Regions from separate parts of the Mus musculus genome. Here region 2 is linked to region 1. A link is a contact called in public promoter capture Hi-C data. All regions are on one chromosome and are shown on one strand. Each heading gives the region's core, a stretch centred on a gene start, on an enhancer-like site or on the middle of the called end of the contact. The rest is flanking DNA. Distances are from core to core; before and after follow the strand shown.

Region 1 (7,273 bases), core at 3,128-5,627:
GGCAGGAAGTGAGAGTTTTTACCTCTATGTTAAATGAAAATAAGTGTGGACTCACTGTGTACTCAGTCTTCCCCATCGCAAGCCAGAGTCGGTGCTTAGTTTTAACATTTTCCCCATATATCCTCAGATTTTGAAACTGTGTAGGTGAGTTGAGAGAGAGCTGGGAACTACAACCCAAACTGAAATTGCATTTATAAAGTGTTAGTTCTTCTGTCATCCTCAATTAAAGACCACTGTTGCTGATAGCTACCATGAAGACTAGCGGATCCTCTGGACTGGTAGCATCTAATGACTGCCTGTGTTCTCTTTCTTGCCTTTTAAAATAATTTGAAAATAAAATAGCTGATTGACCTGTTAAGATTGCATTGTGGTATAGTCTTTTAACTAATCTTAAGTTGAAAGCTATAACACTTGTAATAAAAAGCATCTCAATGTTTTAGTTAAAACACTTATGTCACACACTAACGTATCTTAGTGTTGCTGTGATAACCTTGCTTTGACCTAACGGTTCCAAAATCAAGAGATAAATGGGAACATAGTCCAACTGTAGATGCTGTGTTTCAGTAGAGCAAACGTAACATGACTACAAAAGATTGAGTATACTTTATCCATGCTTTTCCTTTTTAGTTTTTCTGATTAAAGCAGGCATTTTAATATAATTACCAAAAAAAGTATTCATCTCTTTCTAAGATGCATTATTGGTAGATTTTCTTTAAAGTTGTCTTTTTAAAAAAATGTTGGAAAGACTTGACTGTCAATGAAATCAATTAAAGTTTTCTAAAATCACCTATTAGAGTGAAAGTCATCTTTGCACGATCAGGAGACTTTCTACAAATATTACATAGAGCCACAGTCAAGTGAGTGGCTAAGGAATTTTTTAATACAAAATTTAAAAATTAGTCAAATTTAAAAATTGACAATGTTTTAAAGAGTTAACGATGTTATTAGAGATAATTCCTGCTTTGTGTAAGTTATTTCTCAATTTCTTACTTTGCTATATTGTTCTTTGGTTCATAGTTTCACAGTATTCCCACTTTCTGCAAGACTCAATGCACCTTAAATATTTTTAGTAAGTGGTGAATGATAGAGAACAGATGATGTTAGACTAAATCAAAAGAAGACACACAAATGCATTTGCTTGGTTAGAAGAAGAAAGAGTAGCCACCTCAAGGCTAGCAACACTGGGCTTTACTTGATGGCAGAGAAAATGCACATGGCTCACAGGTTCTAGTCCGGGCAAGGCGCATAAGTTGCAGCTGGTTCTGCTCATCTGCTGTTGGCTGCAGATTCTCTGATTGGATATTTTGGGGGCTAATAGTGTTAACTATACCATGTTTATAAGGAACTGAAATGAATTTCACTGTCTACTACTCACTCAGATCTATTCATCTAAGGGTGGCTATAACTTTTCTTCAGGTGTAGAGCAAAGAAATCGAAAAAGGGTATGCGACTCTAATTGGTGCAAGCTTGCACGAGTGTGTGTGTGTGTGTGTGTGTGTGTGTGTGTGTGTGTGTGTGAGAGAGAGAGAGAGAGAGACAGACAGACAGACAGACAGACAGACGGACACAGAGTTGACATGGTTCTAGAGGGAAGAATGTACACAGTAGTACTTGAAGAACAGATGGGCTGTACTTTGCCTTTCTCTCTTCACCTATTAAGTGGTAGTACTTTGACTGGATGGGAGTAAGGAATACAAGAGAAGAACCCAAATCTGATTATAGCAAAGGCGTCTCACCTAATGGGCCCAGCAGATCTGTTGTGCTGTCATAACAGCCAGACTAGCGACATTTTCATGTTTTATTTTGATGCCCATTAGGCATACTAAGACGTCATAATTCTTAGTTTTTATCAGCTCTGTTTTTTACACACAGACTACTTGGAGACACTGATGCTTTGCACACCAAATTAGTTTACCAGCCATTTTGTTTGCATGGAGCCTTGTTACAGAGTTAAGTAATCGCTTCTCTGCATGGCATTACTTACATAGTTTGCATTTCATTTGCATAGCTCTGGTTGAATTAGAATGGTTCCTCCCAGCCTTAAGTTATCATGCTTCTGTTTTATTTTGTAATGAAAACTCCATATCTGAATATTCCTATTGCTAACAGATGCTCTGTTTTATAATATTTGTAGCAAGCCTCCTGACCTCTGGGACTACTGCAACAGTAGCCCTGTTGAGAGATGGTGTTGAACTGGTGGTAGCCAGTGTTGGAGACAGCCGGGCTCTTTTGTGTAGAAAAGGAAAACCCATGAAGCTGACCACTGACCATACCCCAGAAAGAAAAGATGAGAAAGAAAGGTACTGTCATCACACCTTGTTATGGGGTGATAGCTATAGATGCCATAGAAACAGTGTTCTATTTTCTTCTCTGGTGTAAAACACCCGGGCCTCTTGAAAGCAGGCGCACAGCCACTACTGCAGTGCAGATTTTCTTGTTTTGGTTGTTTCGGGTTTGTTGAGCCTGGATCTCATGCAGCTCAGCCTGGCTTTACATCTGTACCCTGCTTCCTTGGCCTCTCACACGCTGGGATTATCAGGTTGTGTACACCATACATGGCTTAAATTTTTCATTTATATCTTATTGTGGAATTAACATGGGCTGGCCTTATACTGGAAACCCTTCTCGGCCTTCCCAAGTTCCTAGATTATGGGTATGTTTTGAAACACTAGGCTCTAAATTTCCATTTGTACAATTGGTATTTAAACCAGTGCCATAGTTTCTTGCACACTATATTGTTATTGTTATTACTATTAATACTTTTTCTTAACTAGGATCAAGAAATTCGGTGGGTTTGTAGCTTGGAATAGTTTGGGACAGCCCCATGTAAATGGCAGACTTGCAATGACAAGGAGTATCGGAGATTTGGATCTTAAAGCCAGTGGGGTAATTGCAGAACCTGAGACAACAAGGATTAAGGTAAGACAGGATCAGAAGCATTGAGTCATGCGCAGAGAAATTCTAAGGACTTGTCTCACACCGCTGGCTGTTTAAAGATTACCTGAAGGAAAGATGTTTTTAAAGGGATATTAGTTTATGAAGAAACTTAAAATACGATGTTTATTTCTGGCCTGATGAGGGTGAAATCTTTTTTCCTCTGGTAGAAGGCCCCTGTTGTCCTTCCTTTCCCAAAGCCTGCTTGGAAAGGAAGGACAACGATTAGTTGTTATTTAGATTTGTTATCCCTGCTTGGAAGTCATCCTCAACTTTCCTTCTCCACTGAGCTCAATAGCCAGCCACTTTTATATGTACAGCCCAGCGCCTGTTACTCTAAACTAGCCACTGCATGGTACATGCCCTGCTGCTTCCTGCTCTAGAGCTCCTAAGTCAGCACAGTATAATGGGAACTTTACAAATGACAGGGCATGAATGCTTATAGTTGAAGGAAGGATTTCCACATAAGGAAGATATCTCACATTTATTTTATGAAACAAATACTTATGTAAGATTTACTGTGTGGCAACCTCTGTTCAAAAGAGATACAAAAGCTATCCTCATTTTGCAAGGAAATAAATTGAAACAATACCAAGACCTAAAGCATATCAAGTGCCTCCCAACCCCCAACCCCTGTCAAATAAATAATAAAGGCAGCCATTAGATCGAGCATTTGTCTGGCTGGCTGGCTCTTTGTTGATACTGCTAGGTAAATGTTTGGTTTATCCCAAGTAGTGTTGATGCTTAGCTACATTTTCAGTTTGCCAATGAACTCTGACCCAGACGAGCACTCCCTGCAGAATCGATACAATTTCCCAATTATTGAGTCATTTGGAGGGGATGATCTTGTTTGTAGTCACATTTGTTTGCTTCTGGTTGCAGCTCTACCATGCTGACGACAGTTTCCTGGTCCTTACCACAGATGGGATTAACTTCATGGTGAATAGTCAAGAGATCTGCGACTTTGTCAACCAGTGCCACGATCCTAAAGAAGCAGCTCATTCGGTGACTGAGCAGGTGACGTAGCGGAGCTTCTAGTGGGAAATTCCCAGGGAGGAGAGGATTAGGGACAGCACCACCGGCAAAGGGTGTTTTAGCTGGAGTGTCACAGTGAATTTGATTCATGATTGCATAATAGTTCTCATGAGCAAGTGCTGACAGTTCATACATTAAGGAAATGTGGAGTGGGCCTTCTAACTTTGAACACAACTTGAAAGAGAGTAACAGCAATCATTATAACAGTAATAAAGTAATATTTTCCTCATATATATTAACATAAAGCAGCATCACTGTGATCCTCTGAGGTCAGGCTTTTAATGAAAGGGAAACCAGACAGACCAGGCCACAGGACAAAACTGAGCCTCAAACCTAGGCAAGCCAGGGATCCTGAATCCAAATATTTGGCCTGGAACTGTACTGATCCATGTAAACAAGCAGGGTGAGCCGTGGAATCACAGTCAACTTCTGCCTACCAATGTGGGTGATGAAAGAGACCAGTAAAGTACAAGAGGGTAAATGGATGGCATTTCCTATCAGTCAGAGCTAAAACTTGAAAATGGATAATGACCAGGAAAGAACATGTAAAAGATACTTCTAGTCTGTCCTGATAGATTGTGGTTTTAAGTCATTATGTTTTAACTCAACACCTACGTTACATTTCCACTATTTACATTTTGAGTTCAGAGATTCGATTTGGCCCAAACTTTTAAGTCCTAATATTTGTGATTTAGACATAAGTCCTTTCCTTAACTTTTATTTATTTGTGTGTGTCTGTCTGTCCCTTTCTCTCTGTTTGCCTGCCTGTCTGTCTATCTGTCTCTCTCTCTCCGTGTGTGTGTGTGTGTGTGTGTGTGTGTGGTGTAGTTTCTTTTCTATTTCTTTTTCCTTTTTTTTTTTGGAGACATTTTCATGTAGCCCATGCTGGCCTTATATTTACATCTGGGCTGTCTACCTTGTAGTAACTAACAAGCTGCCTATGAAATTGAAGAAATAGGCCCAAGTCCATGGATAATTTTTTTTTAAACTCAGCTACCGATCTTGTAAGTAAATGTACTTTAGTTTATCCAGTTAATAATATTTATGATAGTAAAAATATTTATGATAATAAAAAAGAACATATACTGATGTTCTGTCTTACTTCTGTCCCATAACAGTTCTCCCGATAAGGAAATTTGTGTTTATTCTTTTATAGAAGGGATGAGAGATACCTTTTTAGATAGAAGTAAAAAACAAACATTTTATGGTATCTATTTGTGTGTGTCTCTTTTTTCAGATATTATCTTGTTAGGTTAAATTGTTACTGAGTTCATGCGCACGTGCGCGCGTGTGTGTGTGTGTGTGTGCGCGCGCGCGCGCGCGCGCGTGCGTGCACGCATGTGTATGTCTTTGTGCACACTGATACTGTGGTATGTGTCATGGAGGTTAGAGGGCAACATGTAGGAATTGGTTTTCTCCTTCCACCATGTGGATCCAAGGCATTGAGTTCAGGTATTCCAGCTTGACGTACAGCCTGATGGACAGCCTGACAGCCAACCTGATGGCAGGCCACTTTACCCACTGAGCCATCTCACCAGTCCTTCTTAGTTTGAATTTTGGGAAACAGCCTTGGCATGGGTGACACATGGCTGTAGTCCCAGCTACTCTGGAACCTGAGACAGGAGGATGCCTCGAGCACAAGAGTTCCTATTATTCTGTGTAGCAGTGAGAATTCATGTTTTCTCCTCCCCCAGTTAAAAAGAAAAGAAAAGAGAAAAGAAAAAAAAATGATGAACAGCCTCTTCAAATAACCCCTTAAAAGTACTTGCAGTTTGGGCCGTGGGTGTAGGTGTAGGGGGTTGTTATGCGTGTGGTTCTCTCTCTCTCCAGATTTGGAGAACTTTCTGGCTAATTTGAGAAGTGAGAATAAATTTATTCCGCAACTGGGAGCTGAACATATGGTCTCTTGAATGCTGGATGAGCACTCTACTAGTAAGGGAGGCCCAAAGTCCTGAGAAAAATAAAGGTTTTTACTGTTTAGCTTTGGATTTTTAATGTTAATCGAACTAACTTTTGTTTTTTGTTTTTGTTTTGTTTTGTTTGTTGTTTTTCAAGACAGGGTTTCTCTGTATAGCCCTGGCTGTCCTGGAACTCACTTTTTAGACCAGGCTGGCCTTGAACTCAGAAATCTGCCTGCCTCTGCCTCCCAAGTGCTGGGATTAAAGGCGTGCACCACCATGCCCGGCTTGAACTAACTTTTAACATGGGTTTTTTCATAATTTGTATTTCTTGGTTTTTGTCTCTGCCTATTATTTTATTACCATTTTAAATGGTTATTTTAACAACTGTATATTAAGTATAAATGGTACTTGACACATTTTAAGCAAGTTTTTTTTTCTTACAGTTGGTTTGTAAGCCGTGACATCCTTACCCACGCTTTCCTTTGCAGTCTTGGCCCGAGGATGTAGAATCTTTTGGCTTGTTTGATGCTAACTGGAACTCTCAGCACTTCCAAACACTGCTGACCAGCACTCATCTATGTGAACTGGTCCCTAAAAGTGATTTATAATCCTGCTGCAGGCAATTTCATTTATTTCCACTTTCCCATTGAAGAAGGAATATTAAAAACATTTTTGTTATAACCTTGTACATACCCATTTCTGAGGTTTTAAATGTTAAGGTAGCTTATACAGTGGTAGGTTTCTAGCCGCACTTTCATACAAAGATGTTCCTATATTTTGTTCCTTTTTATCCCTCACCCAATCTCTTCCATTTCTTGGGCTATACTCCTACCAGCAGTTTCATTGGTAAGAATCAGCATTTATTAAGGCTTGCCCATAATTGGTACCATGCTAAGGGCTTTGGGTGTGTCCTCACTGGGAGCACAGGTAATTTCTATTGCCAAGATTGCTACAGTGGAGCATAGGATATAGTTGAACCATCTGAAATTCATATGCACTTAATAACCATATGGCACATGGTTACAGGGTGAAACCATTCCAAACCTTGTTAGGTAGTTACATTTGTATCGTAAAGTGTGTGTAGAACCAGTTGGCCTTCCAGAGAAAGGATGCTGTGTGATTGCACAAGGTCCCTTGACTCCAGCGCCTGTCTCTTCTTCCCCACTCCTGCAGGCAATACAGTACGGTACCGAAGACAACAGCACTGCAGTAGTGGTGCCCTTTGGTGCTTGGGGAAAATACAAGAACTCTGAAATTACCTTCTCATTCAGCAGAAGCTTTGCCTCCAGTGGGAGATGGGCCTGATCGACAGCTCAGACTCGGAGTTCCTATGCAGCAGTGTCAGTGGGCTTATCAAGAAACTGGTAACACACAGAAGGCCACCTGTACCCGTGTGTCATTGT
Region 2 (7,273 bases), core at 2,575-5,074, 67 kb before region 1:
TGAGTGAAGAGATTTGGAGACATTAGAAAATGAAGAGCTCTCCAATGCTTATGAACAGGCAGAAATAATATTGTGAAAATGACCATCCTACCAAAAGCAATGAAGAGCGTCAGTCCAGTCCTAATCAAATCTCCACAACATTATTTTAAAATATTTCCTAATGACAGAGGCCCTCTAAGTATTCCTTACCTTCTGATAAGGCCAAAGAGTGGTAGTGTCCACAGGAAACTTGGATTATTTTTATGCCAGCCAGAGCTTTTATTTTCCTATATTTAAAAAAAGTCACAGAAATCTGTTGAACCTTCTTTAGGATGAGTTATCAAAGAAATTACAGACATGTAAAAGTATTTTAGATGAGACATCAGATCTCAGCGAACAATGTTATTCTGTGCTTCTGGAATACCACTTTTCCAAAGTGTTAAGCTGGTTTTTTTCCTTCCTGCTTTTTATGATTTTCGCTATTTAGGAGAAGGGTTTTGCTCCCAGCTTCCAAGAACTACAGACCACCCCTGTTCCTCTCTGAAGACAGTAGCATTGGGTTTTCCTATTCTGCACCTCCCATATCTTTTCAAAGGACCAGAGAGTCTTCTTTCCCACACCGACCCTGCTAATGCCACTCCCATGGCTGTCATTTCACTGGCTGTAGTGTTTGGAAACAGCAGGAATGTCATCCATCTAACCATTGCATCACTAAATGACAAGACATCTGACTACCTGACAAGAACCACGAGTCTCTGCTGTGCACTCCTTAATCCACTATCTTCACTTCCACACACAGCCCACAGCCAAAATCCCCTAGCATCTGTTGTCTTTCTTTGGTGTGGGTTGGGTTTTTTGTTTGTCTGTGTCTGCTTGTGGCACTTAGAGTTAGTTTTTAAGGGGAGAAGGGTAAGAACGGGTCTCACATAGGCCTGGCTGGTCTCTGATGTAGGTAAGGATGTAGGTAAGGATGACCTTGAACTTCTGATTCTCCTGTCTCAGCAAAGGTCTATGCATTTTAGAGCATCAGTGGAAGAGGACAGCATGTTCCATTAACCTTTTCCATCACAATGGTAATGGATATTCTCCCATATAGGAGCTTGAGCATTTGGGAAATAATGTGAGAGGCTCTTCTTTAGTCAGATACAAGATAATCAAGTAAGATTTCTTTCTTAGTCCTTGGTATCTTGATAGTTTGTAGTTTAAAATACTTTATTTATTTATTTATTTATTTATTTATTTATTTATTTATTTATTTACTGTAGAAGTTCAAGGGGGCTCCCATACTTGTATTACAATAAGTAATATCAGGACTTAAGAATCGCATATCATTTCATCCTTACTCTCTCCTTCATGGCCCTCTATTTAATGAACTGATTCTACACATGATTTCCTGAACACTTTTCTCAGCACATTTTAACCCTTACACTAGTAATCTCTGTGCCATGGCATTTGAGTACTTAGCACTTAAAAATACTGGAAAGTAGTGAATTGAAATACTTACGTAGGCATAAAGCTTATTTCCTTAAATTCTCCAATCCCCAGCTGCCCTTCAGAACCGGCTCCCCAAGCGAAGACCTTTCCTTTGTGGCAGACAGCCACAGAGTGTTCCTTCCCACAGCTCACCAGGTCAACATGCAGATCATTCAGTGCCTGAATTGGTTCTTTGGGAACAGAAACAAATTTTAAAGAGAGAGAGAGAGAGAGAGAGAGAGAGAGAGAGAGAGAGAGAGAGAGAGAGAGAGAGAGAGAGAGAGGAGGGAAGGAAGGAAGGAAAGAAGAAAGAAAGAAAGAAAGAAAGAAAGAAAGAAAGAAAGAAAGAAAGAAAGAAAGAAAGAAAGAAAGGGAGAGAGAGAAAAAGAAAGAAAGAAAGGGAGAGAGAGAAAAAGAAAGAAAGAAAGAAAGAAAGAAAGAAAGAAAGAAAGAAAGAAAGAAAGAAAAAAAGAAAGGAAAAAGAAAAAGAAAGAGAAAAGAAAATGAAAAACCTTCCATAAGATTATAAATGTCTGGAGTTTAAGACAGGAATTGCCTCTGAAAAGGGAGGAGGGGAGTTACCCAGATTCTTTGTGTCCCTCAGTGTTGGTTAAATCAATTCTAAAGTTCTTACTAAACATCATGAAGAAGTAAACCCAATATGTTTATACATGTGTGGAAAGACAGCAGTTTTTATGGACTACCTGGACACAACTTGGCAGGCAAAGTCGGAGCACCTTGAGTTCCTATCTGAGCAAACTGAAACCTAGCTCAAAATAAGATTCACAGCCCACGGAAACGAAACTGAAAGGTGCCCATTCGTGTCTGGCAAGGGCTTTATCATTATTTCTTAGATGGTTCCCCACAATTTATTATCCAACCTCTTTTCTTTTGTTAAGTACACAAGTTCCTGGATCTAAGCACCTCTTTTACTTTCTGTGAATTCCTATATACACAAAAATTACTCTCTAGGTAAAAGACTAATAAAATCCCATGCTGTTTTTTGCCTATTCATTTTTTTCAAGTTAAATTTGTAGCTTCCAGAAACTGAATCCAAAGGGACAGAGGAATAGTTTTCGTGTTCTACACAGTTCTTCAAATTATTCTACACACATAATCAAATATAGTCAATGGGAATGTAAAATAGTCCAGTGGTAGAGTGCTTGCTTAGCATATAAAGTGGCAAAAATAGATAATTAAAACCAGAAAAACAAACTAGAACTTTAGTTAGTTTGAAGTTACTTAGAAGTGAATCAATATCATATATAAAATCCCCTAGTGGATTAATGTTTTGGTAAAACCACAACTTCTTGTTTAGATACAATTACAATAACTCATAATGACAAAATTCCTATAAAAATTAAATACATAAGCAGAAGATAAAACGAGGAGCTGCAATGGTCTTAGAGTTGCTTTTGGTGTAATTATAGGTGACTTTTTAAATTTTAAATATTTTATTATTTTTACGTGTGTGTGTGTGTGTGTGTGTGTGTGTGTGTGTGTGTGCGCGCGCGCGCTTGCGCTTGCGCATCACTGTGTGCATATATGTGTGTGCTGGTACCCATAGAGGCATAGGATCCTCTGGAACTGTAATTATAGGTAGTTGTAAACTGCCGCATAAGTGTCAGGAGCTGAACTCTTAACCACCGAGCCATCTCTCAAGACCCTACAGGTGGCTTCTTTAGTACTTTCCTACATCAGCTTTAATGCCGAAAAATGCTATTATACTTTTTTAAAAAAACAAAAAACAAAAACAAAACCTTAGGAGAGAAGATGCCCCAAGTTATTGCTAAGCTTTTCGGTTTGGAAATCAGATTCCCCCCACCCCACCCCCTCCAGAAAGTTCTCTCAGGCTTAGCTTGGTAAGGAGGAGGGACTTTCTTTCTATCCAGAGGAAAGCTTGCTTTTTTGCTTTCAGTTTCTCAATGAAGAGGAATTGGAAACCGAAACAAATACAAACTCCAGAGCTCTAGGAGTTGACCAGTTGATGCAAGCTGCTTAAAACAGGGTTCCAGCTTCTGATATCCCTGGTCCAGCCACCCGGTATCCCTGGTCCCCTGGTCCCCTGGTCCCCTGGACCCGAGGCCCCCACATACTGTCCTGAGCACCTGCTCAGGAGCTTGGAAGTCACCTGGCCTTTCGGTACTCTGGTCTCTCCTCTGGCCCAGCTGTCCCCAGCTGTTGTCCCCGCAGGAATACACCCTGTGGTTGCTGAACAGTAGGAGCGAGTGGTGTTCCCCGCTGGCTGCCTGCAAGAGTTCAATGCCGCTGGTTCCCGCCTTCAGGCGCCGAGGCTTCCGGCTTCCTGCAGCCCAGCTGAAATACATCCCTGCGGTGCACAGCCACCCGCGGCTCTGGTATGTCAGATGGGCTCCCAAAAGCAAGTGACCTAGCTTCCCTAACTCCTCCCAAGGGCACTGCCCAGTCCCTTACGTCATAGTTCTTTCCAGTAAGTGCCTGCTTGTCCCACACCACTAACATCTTTCTCACAGGCATTTCTAGGGTCATTTTGAAACCTGGCTGCTTGAATTTTCAGTACTGAGTATCTGAGAAGACAGGGAAGAAGAAAGTATCTCCATCATGAGTAAGCCACTTGTGAGTCCTGATGCTCTGGACAAATTTCTAGGTCTGTGAAATATTTATTAAGTGACAATATCCACAAGTTGTAGCAATTTCAGTGGCAACCAGTTCCCAGGGAATCTGCTTTCCTTGGCAATTCTAGCTGGGGTTCTTTTATTCCAGTCTTGATTATTAATTTTCAGATCACACATTAAGCACCACATGGTAAACCTATATGTATAATAAATAGATTATGGAGTATGTTCAGGGGGTTACAGAACTTTTTTGAGAATTTCAAAGAGGCCTAGAAAGCCAAAGCTGGGAAGCCTGTAAGGATGTAATTAATAATGAACCCTAACTGAGCTGCAATGGAGAAGCTGCTGTCCAACTGAATCCAACTGCAGAGTAAGGGCAGGGGCCAGATATGTAAAGAAATGAAAACCTTCACATCAAAGCTACACAAGCCAACAGAAAAAAAGTGAACACTCTTTTGCAGGTTTGCTGAGCTCTGAAGGAATTTAAGGGAGACATCTTTAGAGCTGTGTGTTCCAAGGTGACTCTGGCTCTCTCTGGCTCTCTCTCTCTCTCTCTCTCTCTCTCTCTCTCTCTCTCTCTCTCTCTCTCTCTCTCTCTCTCTCTCTCCCTCCCTCCCTCCCTCCCTCCCTCCCTCCCTTTCTCCCTCCCTCCCTCCCCACCTTTGAAAACAAACACAGCACTGAAAGGGTTGTGGGTCACTGTGTTTATTCCCATCTGCTGCAGGTTGAAGCCTCTCTAATGATGGCTGAATAAGGCACTGCCATATGAGCCTAGCAGACTATTATTGAGTCATTTTATTGTTACCCTTTTGTTTTTCTTAGACCAGTAGTATTTGGTTTTGTCCTAGGTTCTGGTTCTTGGTCACCTGAGCAGTGTCAGGTATGGGTTCCTTCCATCTCATGGTGTAGGCCTTAAGTCAAATCTGAAATCAGTTGGTTACTCCACGTGGTTTGTGCCACCATTGCCCTAGCATATTTTCCAAGCAGGACAAATTGTAGATCAAGGGTTTTATGGTTGGATTGGTTTACTTTTCTCTTTTAGCAACCTGCAGAGTCCCTTTGCCTGTCATAGACATTAGAACATGGGACTCCACATTCAGTGCATTGTGTGAGTATTGACTTCAGCAATGAAAACTTGCTGTTGGTTTGTTGAGAGACACCTATTTTCTTGGCAACAGCCTGAAGTATTTGAGGATTTCATAGCGACCCTTTCAACCAATAACTCAACTGGATAAAACTTAATCCCAGACTGAAATTTTCCACTGGGACAGACATGGCCAGTTGGGGTTCCATCTCCCTCATTATTTAGAGACTTCAATAGGACCACCTTCATTATTTTAGGAAGTTTCCACTACATCAGGTTTCCATATTCTTCAAATGAGTTTCAATACTAGCTGTTCCTCCTCTCATTGCCTCTCTAAATTCCATTTCCTCTCTTCTTTCCCACCAGAACCTCCCATTCTCATGCCTTCCTCTCCTCTACCAGTAAAATCCATTTCTATTTCTCCATCCCAGAAAAAAATCCATGTGTCTTCCTAGTCCCTTCCTCTATGCCTAACCTCTCTGGGTTAAAAAGATACACGAATATACAGAATACCAAGTAGACAACAAAATCAGAAAAGAAATTCCTCATAGTATTCTTTAACATGCAGCCATTCAGTTTGATCAGCACCATTTTTTGAAGATTCTATTTTCTAGTTTGTATTTCTAGCTTCTTTCTCAAAAATCACATGTCTATAAGTATGTGGACTTATTTCTGGGTGTTCAGTTCTATTCTATTAATCAACATGCCTGCTTTTATGCCAATGGTATACTACTTGTCTTGCTATAGCTTTGTAGTATAACTTGAGAGCCCCAAAAGTTCTTCAATTGTGCAGGATTGTTTTCGCTAGCATCGATTGTGTGTGTGTCTGTGTTTCAATATGAAGTAGAAAATTGTCCTTTCAAGCTCTTTGAAGAATTGTGCTGGAATTTTAATAGAGATTGCATCGAATCTGTAGATTGCCTTTGGTAGGATGGCCATTTTTACTATGTCAATTCTACTGATCCATGAGCATGAAGACATCCATTGTCTGATGTCTTCTTCAATTTCCTTCTTCAAAGACTTGAAGTTCTCTCATACAAGTCTTCCACTTGTTTGGTTAGTCTTACCCCAAAATACTTTATATTATTTGAGGCTATTGTGATGGATACTATTTCCTGAATTTCTTTCTCTGTTTGTCATTTGTATATAGGGGGGTTACTGATGTTTTTATGAGTTAATTTTGTATCCAGCTACTTTGTTGAAATTATCAGTTGTAGAAATTCTATGGTAGAATTTTTAGGGTCACTTATATATCATCTGCAAATAGAAATATTTTGACTTCTTTCCAACTTGTATACCTTTGATCTCTTTAGTTGTCTTATTGTTCTAGCTAAGACTTCAAATGCTATATTGAATACATATGAAGAAAGTATGCAACCTTGACTTGTTCCTGATTTTAGTGGAATTGTGTTGAGTTTTTCTTCATTTAGTGTGACATTCACTATAGGCTAGCTTTAAACTGCTTTTATTATATTGAGGTATGTTCCTTGTAGCCCTAATCTCTCCAGCACTTTTATGATGAAAGGGTGTTCGATTTTGTCAAAGGCCTTTTGTTCATCTAGTGAGATGATCTTGTAACTTTTCTCTTTGTTTATATGGTGGATTAATTATATTTATTGATTTTTCATACACTGAACAACCACTACATCTCTGGGATGAAGTCTACTTGATCCTGTGGATTCTTTTTACATGTTCATGCATTCAGTTTGAAGGTATTTTATTAAGTACTTTTTGTATGTATATACTTAAGGGTGTCAGGGTAACTGGGGACTCATAAAATGAATTAGACAATGTTTCTTCTGTTTCTAGTTTATGGAATAAATTGAAGCGTATTGGTGTTAACTCTTCTTTGAAAGATTGGTAGACTTCTATATTAAGACCATATGACCCTGCGTGGTTTTTGTTGTTGTTTTGGTTTTTTTTTTTTCTTTTTGTGGTTGGAAGACTATTAATGAGTGTTCTATTTCACTAGGAACTATAAGTCTATTTTAATTGTTTTTCTGATTTTGATTTAATTTTGGTAGGTAGATCAATTGAGAAAACTATCAATTTCTTTTAGATTTTTTCAATTTTGTGGAGTACTTTTTTGAAATAAGGTCTAATGACTCTTTGGCTTTCCTTGGTGTCTCTTAATATGTCTCTC

The links. Promoter capture Hi-C pulls out the DNA fragments that hold promoters and counts their contacts.
Region 2: a promoter capture Hi-C map of liver shows a contact between it and region 1, with 2.0 times the contacts expected there. The contact joins the promoter of Herc6 here to the enhancer-like site in region 1. A contact is called at or near these places in 3 of 39 promoter capture datasets (liver and macrophages), 13 of 484 Hi-C or Micro-C datasets (B cells, the C10 cell line, CD4 T cells and 9 more) and 3 of 9 other capture datasets (adipose tissue, liver and pancreatic islet).

What each region holds. Positions count from the first base shown.
Region 1 is chr6:57,510,620-57,517,892 of GRCm38.p6, reverse strand. It overlaps Ppm1k (protein phosphatase 1K (PP2C domain containing)), which reads left to right. Exons shown (of 7, transcript NM_175523.5): 4 at 2,135-2,300; 5 at 2,775-2,919; 6 at 3,817-3,951; 7 at 7,044-7,273. The coding sequence ends at 7,175. Among named protein-coding and RNA genes, the nearest start is that of Ppm1k, 21 kb to the left of the region's middle. Within about 2 kb of position 4,377, at least 24 of the 459 cell types and tissues checked have an H3K27ac peak or open chromatin away from gene starts, as enhancers often do. A contact at or near this core is called in liver and pancreatic islet, where this site is marked.
Region 2 is chr6:57,577,543-57,584,815 of GRCm38.p6, reverse strand. It overlaps Herc6 (hect domain and RLD 6), which reads right to left and starts at 3,824. Exons shown (of 23, transcript NM_025992.2): 1 at 3,584-3,824; 2 at 1,484-1,643; 3 at 190-266. The coding sequence starts at 3,779.